Regions from separate parts of the Mus musculus genome. Here region 1 is linked to region 2. Evidence: chromatin contacts called from public Micro-C data. All regions are on one chromosome and are shown on one strand. Each heading gives the region's core, a stretch centred on a gene start, on an enhancer-like site or on the middle of the called end of the contact. The rest is flanking DNA. Distances are from core to core; before and after follow the strand shown. Region 1 holds the start of Igf2os (insulin-like growth factor 2, opposite strand). Region 2 holds the start of Ebf3 (early B cell factor 3).

The links. Hi-C and Micro-C count contacts between places; a contact is called where the count stands out from the background.
Region 1: a contact with region 2 is called in a Micro-C map of embryonic stem cells, with 17 times the contacts expected there. The contact joins the promoter of Igf2os here to the promoter of Ebf3 in region 2. A contact is called at or near these places in 3 of 39 promoter capture datasets (cranial neural crest, embryonic stem cells and hippocampal neurons), 5 of 484 Hi-C or Micro-C datasets (all in embryonic stem cells) and 1 of 115 datasets of contacts at active chromatin or transcription factors (embryonic stem cells).

The regions. Positions count from the first base shown.
Region 1 is chr7:142,658,225-142,663,094 of GRCm38.p6, reverse strand. Igf2os (insulin-like growth factor 2, opposite strand) reads right to left here and starts at 3,415. Exons shown (of 4, transcript NR_002855.3): 1 at 2,066-3,415. It also overlaps a transcript of Igf2 not described here.
Region 2 is chr7:137,311,551-137,316,384 of GRCm38.p6, reverse strand. Ebf3 (early B cell factor 3) reads left to right here and starts at 1,940. Exons shown (of 16, transcript NM_001113414.1): 1 at 1,940-2,605; 2 at 2,711-2,867; 3 at 3,229-3,292; 4 at 3,981-4,036. The coding sequence starts at 2,472.

The sequences.
Region 1 (4,870 bases), core at 2,166-4,665, 5.3 Mb before region 2:
CACTTAACAAGACCCCCCCCCAAAAAATTCCACGAATACACACTGGTCACAAGGCTTTGGGGCTCCCTAGAGCTCCTGCAAGCATTCTGGCCATGGTTAGGGTTCTTTAAAATATAAAATATAAACTCTCTCACTAAAGCCCCCAAAGCAGGCTGAGCAATGATGTAAGGCATGAACTTCTATGTGGCAGAGGGCTTTCCATGCTATCCCAAGTCTTATATGACTGTTCCATGTCTTTCTGGGTCACAGATGGCACAAAATTAACTCTTGGCCAAGTCCTTTTTCTTTATATTAGAATGTTGAATGTCTCCAATCCTTGAACACTGATCATTTTTTTCTGCATCAAATCTGGGTCCCTTTAACTTAACAATTTGGAAAAAAAAATTTTTTTTAACTCAGACACCAATTGCAAAATCCAGTACCATCCTGTATCCTTTTCATCCCCCGTGTTGGCTCATGCCTGGTGTCCTCAAACATTAGGCAATATTTTCCAGGCCCCCCAAAACACACTTAGTGTTAGCCTTGGGTCACAAAAAGGTTCTGATTTCTCCCACTGCAATACCAGCTATACACCCACTCAGCCCCCCTACATTTCAAACACACCCCCCCCACACACACACACACACTATCTTGCACAATCTCTGCAGATTGCAAATTTGGGGGATTGGTTCTCAGGCCCCATAATTTAGGAACCCATAATCTCTATTCCTTGTAATGTAGAGACTGGCCCTGAAGGACCAGGAAACTTTAGATTCAGAAATTATCTTCCTGGGCCCCCCCAAATTCAGGTACTCCAAAACAAATTGAGATTTTTTTCTTCCAAAGAGTTCGGTTTTTATTAAACTTTAATGAACTTTGTTGAATTTATGACTTCTACTGGAGTCTCCCTATATTTGGATAATGTTTTATGGTCCCCAAAGCACACTGAAAAAAAAAGTCCCAGATCCCCCAATTCCTAGGTTTTAAAGGTCTGTGTCTTACAAATTTCCTAGCTACTAATTCTATTCCCTGCAATTTAGATTTCATCATCCATTGGGTAATTTTTATTGATCCACAAAACAGGGAGTATGTTTCTCCAAGAACAAACATTGTCCAAGAAAACATACAAACTCCCCCTTGTTCAACAAAAAGATCAATAGGAATCTGTTTAGGAAATTAAAATATTAAAAGACATTGATTTTTTCTGGCTTTCTCAAATGGACTTCTTGCATTTCTAATTCCACCACATTTAGACAGCATTTCCTCATTCTCTAGAGGACTTCTCTGAAGCCACAGAAATTAGAGGTGATTTTTCCCGGGTGTTGTAGGGCCCACTGGCTTCAGGGTGAACCCTAGTCTCCACTCCCACCCCTCAAAAGAACTGACCTGAATTCCCTAAAATCCATCTGTTGTTTTTCATCTCCCATTTTTAAGCAATTAAAATTAAGCTCCCCTAAATTTCATGTTGGGAATTTTCTTAAACCCAACAGCAACAACAAACCACCTAACTTCTACAAATTAGTCTAGGATTTTGTGGGTTCCCCAAGCTTTCTAACCAAGATATTGGGTTCCCCTCGTTAGGCCTGGATCAAGATGCCCCCCATTTTTGCATAGAATAATTTTCCTCATTCCCCAACTTGGATTCTAATTTTTCTGGAATCTCAAATTTAGTCATTCGCCACAGTTTTCCCATTTATGGAGTCGCCTTCGAGTCCCCCTACTTTGGGCCGCTCATTCCCAGGACCGCAAATCAGACAAGGGTCTGACTTGGGATCCCCGAAATTTGATCATTGTTTCCGCTGGCCACTTTCGGCAGCTTCCCGTCCTGCGCATAACAGTGGTATCGGCCTCGTCACTTCTCCTACGGTGTCCCAGCGGCAGCACAGATTTTGGAAAAGTGTGTGTGCCCCAAACACGCACTGGACACTGCGCGGCGGCCAGGACGTGGGCAGTGTTGCTCCCGTGTCCAGGAAAACGACTGGGCATTGCCCCCAGTTTCCCCCAAATTTGGGCATTGTCCCCGGGTCTTCCAACGGACTGGGCGTTGCCCCGGTTCACTGGGGACTGCCCTTGGGGTCTCGCTCACCTTCAGCAGCGTCCACTTCAGCAGCTCCCACTTCATCCGCTCTCCCGCCCTTCTCCTCCGATCCTCCTGCGCCAGCGGACCCGACCTTCGGCCTTGTGGTGAGCTCCCCGTGGCGCGCTCCCTCGTGCCCCAGCTCTTCCACTGCGGGGCACCGGCTACCTCGCAGTTTGTCCTCAGGGCTGCTGCGGAGTAGCGCGGGAGCGGGCTGCTGGCTTCTCCCTCGGCGGCAGCGCTCCTTTGGGCTGGGCGCTCCGAAACGCGCGCCACTTTGTGTGCACTCTGCAAACAACGCGGTGGTAGGGAAAGCGCCTGGGCGGCCAGGAAGCGGGAAGGGCAGAGCGCTCGGGCGGCTTGGAGCCTCCAACCCTACAGGTCGAGGGCTTGGGGAAGCGAGTGTAGAGCGCGGGCGCGGTGATTGATGGTCGGGCCGGGAGGTTAGCCCCGGGTGCACTGGTTTCCGCCAGTAGTGGCCCTTTAGAGGCCTAGAGGTGCGGAGGTCGGGAGAGGGAAACAAGGTGCACCGGTTTAGAAGTGATTTTGACTTGGTAAAAATCACAATGGCTTCTTATATCTGAAACCACCCGGGGAGAGTTTCTTAATAGCCCGGAATTATCGCATTGGCCCCTGGGGCCGAACCTGCAACTAAGCAAATTCAAAGTGCTGAGGACAGGGAACTGTTATCTGCTCATACTGGGTGGGGTCCCAAAGGCGCGCCGCTTAGAAGCACTTCAGTGAGCTCTGGTTTACAGGTCTGGTTTGAGCTACGTTTCCCGCCCTGCTTCTTTTTCTGCTGAAGGGCGCAGACATTGTGCGGGGGCTCCACGCGGGGCCCAGATTTGGCGTGGCCAAGCCAGCCTTCCCTTCATGGTGCACCTGGTGGCCCCCCAAAGGCTGCTAGGAGATCCCAGGCAAAGCAGAGGTTAGGGGCGCTTAGTAAGATCTATCTGGCTGCTATTCGAGGTGCCTCACAGCCCGCCCTGCCTGCTCAGGCAGGTGGAGGCTGCGCGCTCCCCCCCCCCCCCCCAGCCGATCCAGGGGACTGTCCCCTGCTTAGCAAGTAGGTCCCTGTGAGAACCCTCTACCCAGCTACCTGCGCCTTAACTCAGTCGGCCGGGATGCGCCTACCTTGTAACCCTCTAACTGAGCACAGGTCCTGCCACTACCACTGAGGCCTAGGGTGCCACGCACGTTGGTTCGCACCACGCGCCCATGTTGCACAAGCACAGGGCACCCCGGAAACATGACATGGGACCTCGATTTTTAGGGATAGACACCCAGGATTTAGTGGGCCTGTTGGGGCGCACAGCCCCCCCCCATCTTTGCCACCAGGCACTCCACTCCCCCCCCCCACCGGCAACCCCCGTGCCCAGGGCCCCCGACCCGCATTCCCCGCGTGGCTCGAGTTGCGGGGGCGGTCCCGGGGCGGGGCGAGGGCCCTGCGGACGCCCATTGGCGCGGGCGTAAGGCCAGCGGGGCCCGAGCGGGCGCCGAGCCGCGGGGTGGCGCGGCTATAAGAACCGGGCGTTGGCGCCCGGAGTTCGCCTGCTCTCCGGCGGAGCTGCGTGAGGCCAGGCCGGCCCCCGGCCCCCCCTTCCGGCCGCCCCCGCCTCCTGGCCCACGCCCGCCCGCGCTCGGCCCGCCAGCGCCTCCATCCGGGCTGGCGGCCCCGCGTCGACGCCGTCCGCCACCTCGCTGCTGCTAACTCCTGTGCAGGGCGCCGTCGGCGGGGCCGCGCTCCGTCGGGCCTGCGGATCTCCCCACCGCCTCCTCCTCTATCTACCTCAACACCCCATTCCTGCTTCGCCAGAGGAGGCGGTCCCCACCGCAGGCAGTCCGGCTTGCAGGTCGCCGGCGTTGTCATCCCCCGCGCTTCCCCTCCCAGCCCTCCCCGGTGCGCAGCCCGGCTGCTCCCCTCTTTTCGCTGCAGTCCCGAGCAGCTGAGGCGCCGCCACGCCTGTCCCCCCCACAAGAAGCCCGGGCTTACGACGGCTGAGGGCTCCGTCGACCCTAACCGAGCTGGGTGCCCGTGGCCGGGGTGACGCCTCCATTCCTCCCCCCTCAACACCGTCCTCGGTCCTTCGAAGTTGCATCCTCTCCTCTGCTTAGGGTGCGCCCCCCCTCGCGCACCCGCTTACCCGCCACCTTTCCTAAGCTCCCCTCCTGCCCCCTCCCCGTTCCTCCTCGCCTCAGACTCCCTCCCCCTCACGTCCGCCCTCTGCCTTCGCCTACCCAAGTGGATTAATTATACGCTTTCTGTTTCTCTCCGTGCTGTCCTCTCCCGCTGTGAGCCTACCCGCCTCTCGCTGTCCTCTCTCCCTCTCTCCCTCTCTGTGGTCCCCCCCTTTCACGTTCACTCTGTCTCTCTCACTATCTCTGCCCCCCAACTATCCTTGATACAACAGCTGACCTCATTTCCCGATACCTTTTCCCCCCCGAAAGTACAATATCTGGCCCGCCCCAGCCCTAAGATACCCTAAAGAAGCAGAAGAGACGCCCCCCTCCCCACCAAAAAAGCCATCTCCCCGTTCTGTCCCGTCGCACATTCGGCCTCTGCGACTCGGGCAGAGCGGCGCTGGCAGAGGAGTGCCCGGCAGAAGGGCCTTCGCCCGCTGTTCGGTTTGCATACCCGCAGCAGGGAGATGGGCGGCAGCGTCGCCGGCTTCCAGGTAAGGGCTCTCAGGGGCCCTGGGAGTGGGGGGTGCGCAGAGCCCGGCTTGGGCATGGCGGGACTGGTGCGGTGGGTGGGGGGCTGGGGGCTCGTTCCCTAAGCAAACTTTTGTTCCCCCTTGCGCCATGGAGTGGGGG
Region 2 (4,834 bases), core at 691-3,190:
ATCTCTGCCTAAAAAGGCATTTAGCATATTCTGTCATTGACGCTGGCCCTGTCGCTCACCCAGTGTGAGCTCCCAAGCTTTGGAACACACAGAGACAAAGCATCTCTCAACCTCACCCTCCACCCATGGCCAACTTTATTCTGTGTTGTCTTTCCAGGAGCAAAGTGTTACCTCTTGCATGGGGGGTCTGATGTAAGTGGAAAATGCTGGGCTTATTAGGAATACAGAAATTTTCTTTTAATTTATCGTGAGGAGTTTCCATACACTTTGATTTAAGGTTATTAACATTCTATAGACAGTGGCATTTTTAATATGTGGCGATCGCTTCTAAAGACTAATCTCATTACCCTCAAATAGTCATAAAATATGATTTTATTATACTTACGTATTTAATTAGACGGCCGGCCCCGTAATGGATTTTGAGATGGGACTGGCGCAACAGCTTTGATAATTCACTTATCTTTGGCAATAGTCATTAACCCCCAACACCAGCAAAATAGATTGCTTTCCAGCACATCTTTTCTCTCACCCCTTCCAAGTAGCGTGTGGGGGGTCCCCAGATAACGTAAATCGGACTTCGATTTTCCCGATTAATTAAAATATTAACGCACACACACCACCAATTCACAAAAAAAGGAAGAGCTACCCCAGGCCCGGCGGGAAGAGGCTGCCCTGCGACACTTGCGCCCAGAAACCTTTTCTTTTTCTTCTTCTTTTAAAACCAGAAGGGCCTTATTTCTCGTGGCAGGAAAGAGCCTGGGACATCTCCAGGTCGTCCCTTGGGCCTCTGTCGCGCGTCGCACAGATCTCCTTTGGGTGGGCCGAGCGCCTGGGAACCGAATCCGGGCCTCCCGAGCTGGGCCTCCGAGCCCACGCGCTGCCGGCTCCCAGCTGCCCTCCCGGTTCCTCGAAACCAGGTCGGGAAGCCGCAGGGCGCGCGCTCACCCAGGCTGGGAGGCGCAGAGGGCAGGGTCCCTGGCGCCCGCAGTGTCTGCTCTGCTTTTCAGGCGGTTGGAGGTGGGGAGATCTGGCCACCGCACGGACCATGTAACAGGCTGGACACCAGCTCCGGGTCGCCGGAGAGGCTGAGCGCTCTTTCCGTCGGCCCAGAGAGGGCCCAGCCTTCTTTGTCACTGCCGCACCCAAGAACAGGCCAGGGACCCGAAACTCCTGTGGCCACCGGAGGGAGAGGGGGCATCTGGAGGAACCTGTCTCCGACGTGGACCCCGGCCCTGTATTCAGCAGGCTTTGCCGGGGTAGAAAGCATGGGACACCCAGCGGGGCTCAGATGTGGGCACACTGGCCCTTCAGCAGCCTTAGGTCTGCCTAGAAATCAGACTGAGCTGCGCCTCTTGCCCTGGTGGCGGCAGGGAGTGTGGATCCCTAGAAGGGGCATTAGGTACCCTCTTCTCCCAGCCCCTTGTTGTCCCTCCCTCTCCTGGAATCTCCTCCCGCGCGCCTTTCCAGCCTCTTCCTGCTGTTCTCTTTGGGACACCCCAGAGCCAGTGCTGCCCTGGTATTTATTGCATGCGTGTGGGCGACTTGGGGCGCTCCTCCTCCGACCCACGGTGTTTTGACTGTGTGGCAGGTCTTGTGGGCAGGTATAACGGGCCAAGCAGCACTTATGCACTGGCTGCGCTCGCTTCTTTGCGAGATTTATTTGAGCGGGTGGTAACTTCCTCGGCCGCGGCTGGGCTTGTGGAGCCGTGGCGCGTGGCCGGGGGCGGTGGTGGCGCTCGGTGGCGCTCGGAGGCGGCGGGGCTCGCTGGGCTCGCGGGGCTCGGGCCGGCTCGCGGCGCCGTCAGGCAGTCAGTCGGCGAGCGCGGCGGCGGCGGCGGCGAGGGGCGCGGCGAGGGGCGGCCGCTCCCATATATGGCGCAGGCGCCGCCCCCCGACGTCACCCTCTGACAGCGCCGCTCCCGGGGGCTTCGAGTTTTGGCTCCCGGGAAAGGGTCCATTCCTCGGGGAGAGAGGGCTGAGTTTTGTGCGCCTCCGTCCGCTGCGCGCGCCGCTCCAGGCCCCGCCGCGCCCCGCCTGCGCCCGGGACTGCGCCGCGGCACTCACTGCCCCGTTTATTTGTCTTTGGAGCAGGCGGGCCGCGCCAGAAGCGGGCGATCCCGCAGTGTCCTGCAGCCGCGGACGCCGCCTGGCTAGGATGACACCACGTTGAGCGCGCCTGCAAACAACAACAACAACAAGCGCCGCCGCGGCCACCGCGTCCACCGCGCCCTGCTCCTCCGAAGCGTCGCGTCGCCACCGGTGCAGCCCGCCCGCGTCCCCGGCCGTCCGCAGCGCCCGGCCGCCGGTGTATGCGGCGCCTGCCCGGGACGGGCTGAAGCCGGCGGCGGGCCGCACCGCAGGCGCCGAGCAGGGCCAGGGCGGCCAGGGCAGCCTCCTGCCGCCGAGCCCCGAGCGCCGCCGACCGCGGACGCGCTTTCGGCCGGGAGTCGCGGCCGCCGCCAGCAGTGTTCATGTTTGGGATTCAGGAGAATATTCCGCGCGGGGGGACGACCATGAAGGAGGAGCCGCTGGGCAGCGGCATGAACCCGGTGCGCTCGTGGATGCACACGGCAGGCGTGGTGGACGCCAACACGGCCGCCCAGAGGTACGTACCGGCCGCCCCCGCGCGCCTTGGCCCCGGCCCGGCCCGGCCCCCTCCTCCGGCCAGCGCCGCGCTGCTCACCGGGCCGCTGTCCCTTTCCTCCTGCAGCGGCGTGGGGCTGGCGCGGGCGCACTTCGAGAAGCAGCCTCCTTCCAACCTCCGGAAATCCAATTTCTTCCACTTCGTGCTGGCGCTCTACGACAGGCAGGGGCAGCCGGTGGAGATCGAAAGGACCGCTTTTGTGGACTTTGTGGAGAAAGAGAAAGTAAGTGTACACCGGCGATCGCACCCTCCCTCTCCAGGAGTAGGGGGCAGTTGGTGCCCGCGCATGGGGTCCGAGTGCCCCCCTCGGTGGCGGGAGCGCTCCGCCGGGCGACCCCGCCGCCACGTGCGGTCGCACAGGCCCCGCCAAGGGCCGAACAACTTCTCTGTGCCCTCGGACTCACTGGGGGCGAGGGGGAACGCTGGGCTTGCGGCAGGAAAAGTGACATCACCGCGTAGCTGCGAGCCAGGAATCCTGCCTGCAGCGTGTGAGGCCGAGGGGCCTCGGTCCTGGAGGGGGACCGAGCGCGGTGACCGCGCCAGACGCGGCCACGCTAAATGCAATTATTTATCGTTGCTTTCAGGAGCCGAACAACGAGAAAACCAACAACGGCATTCACTACAAGCTGCAGCTACTGTACAGCAATGGTGAGTACCACTGCTTGCTGACTGCCCTTTCGCCCTGAGCGCTGGCTCTCCCTTCCCTCGATGGTTTCAGGACATAAAGATTTTGAGATTAAAATGACATGGGTGTAAACACGAAATCTTCTCATGGCATAGAAGGAAAACAAAACATAAACGATCGATAAGTCGATGGCACTTCACATGATTAACCGGTGGGGCTTGAAGTAGAAAGTAAAAGGAGGATCGATAAGGGCGCCTGCAGAACAGCACTTTTAAGGGACTTTTTTCAGTTTTGCAAATTAATGTTAATTATTGGGATGAGGGTAGCTGCATAAGCCGAGCATAACTTACTGCCTGTGCACGGTTTAGAAAGGAAAGGACCTTCGAGAGTAGAAAGGAGTTTGGACTCTGTTTCTATAGGTGCACTCTCTTTTTGAAAAATAAATGACCATATGGGCCCAGAGCTGCACTCTTGGCCTGCTCACTGCTAGGCAGACTTCTTACACCTTCATATGGGAACCGCAAGAGTCCCAAGACTTTTAATTAAGAAAAGAAAACAGTGAGAAGCGACTGGGGTTTTCTGTTTCCCTCCCAATATTGTAGGGATTGCCTTAAAGTGGTCCCAGGCACTGGCTCGCCCAGGCCCGGGCGTCCCTCCTGAGGTTCAGGCTAAAAGCTTGTTGAGAGTTTGTCTGCTTTTTTCCCCTCACAGGCGTCAGAACAGAGCAAGATCTGTATGTCCGCCTCATAGATTCAATGACCAAACAGGTGAGAAAGTTTCTGCCTCTCTACTCGTTGTGTTTTCCTTTCTGCTGAGCTGAGGTTGTCCTGGGGCTGAGAGAGCAGACTGACAAATGGATCTCCTGTATTTGTTTTTCATTTCGCTTCCTTGACATGCTAATGAGAATTCCATATTTATTGGAATAAATGGACCGGTTGCTACAAATAGTTTATGCCGTCATTAAAACAGGACATATATGCTTTATTAAATGACTTGCGATTGGAATCAAACTCTGTCTTAATTAATTACGGTAATTAATATTTGACAGAAAAATTCCAAGATCCCCCCCTTGTTTATTTTTAAACGTTTCTTTCTCTGCTTGAAAACCATTTCATGGGGTTTCTGACCCCTCCCCTCAACAAAGACAACTGACTGTCCCAAAGCTCATCGAGTTAGGCTGGCTTAGTTAGTTCCCCTCCTCCTTTCTAGTGCCATGGTCTGGTAACACGAGCCATGTATTTGGATTTAAAAGTTAAATGTGCTGGGGTGAGAAGTCACCTTGTTCCCCTCTAGTCCGTCTTCACCTCTCAGCCCCCCATCTCCATAATTCAAAGTCTGAGCTCCAGGGGTCACTCAAACCCATCCACTGCTCTGCTCTCTCTCTCACCCTCTGTCATACCTTGTAAATAACATAATTACAAGCAGTTCCTTATTAAATTATTTAACCTGTCTTGGTCAACTTTTCGGATGATAACTATTGGCTATCAGTAATGTGATTAACTGCAGAAAGATGCCTCATTGCTTTTTGAGGGTGTCCAGTCTCTGGCTGCTAATGTTGTACTGGG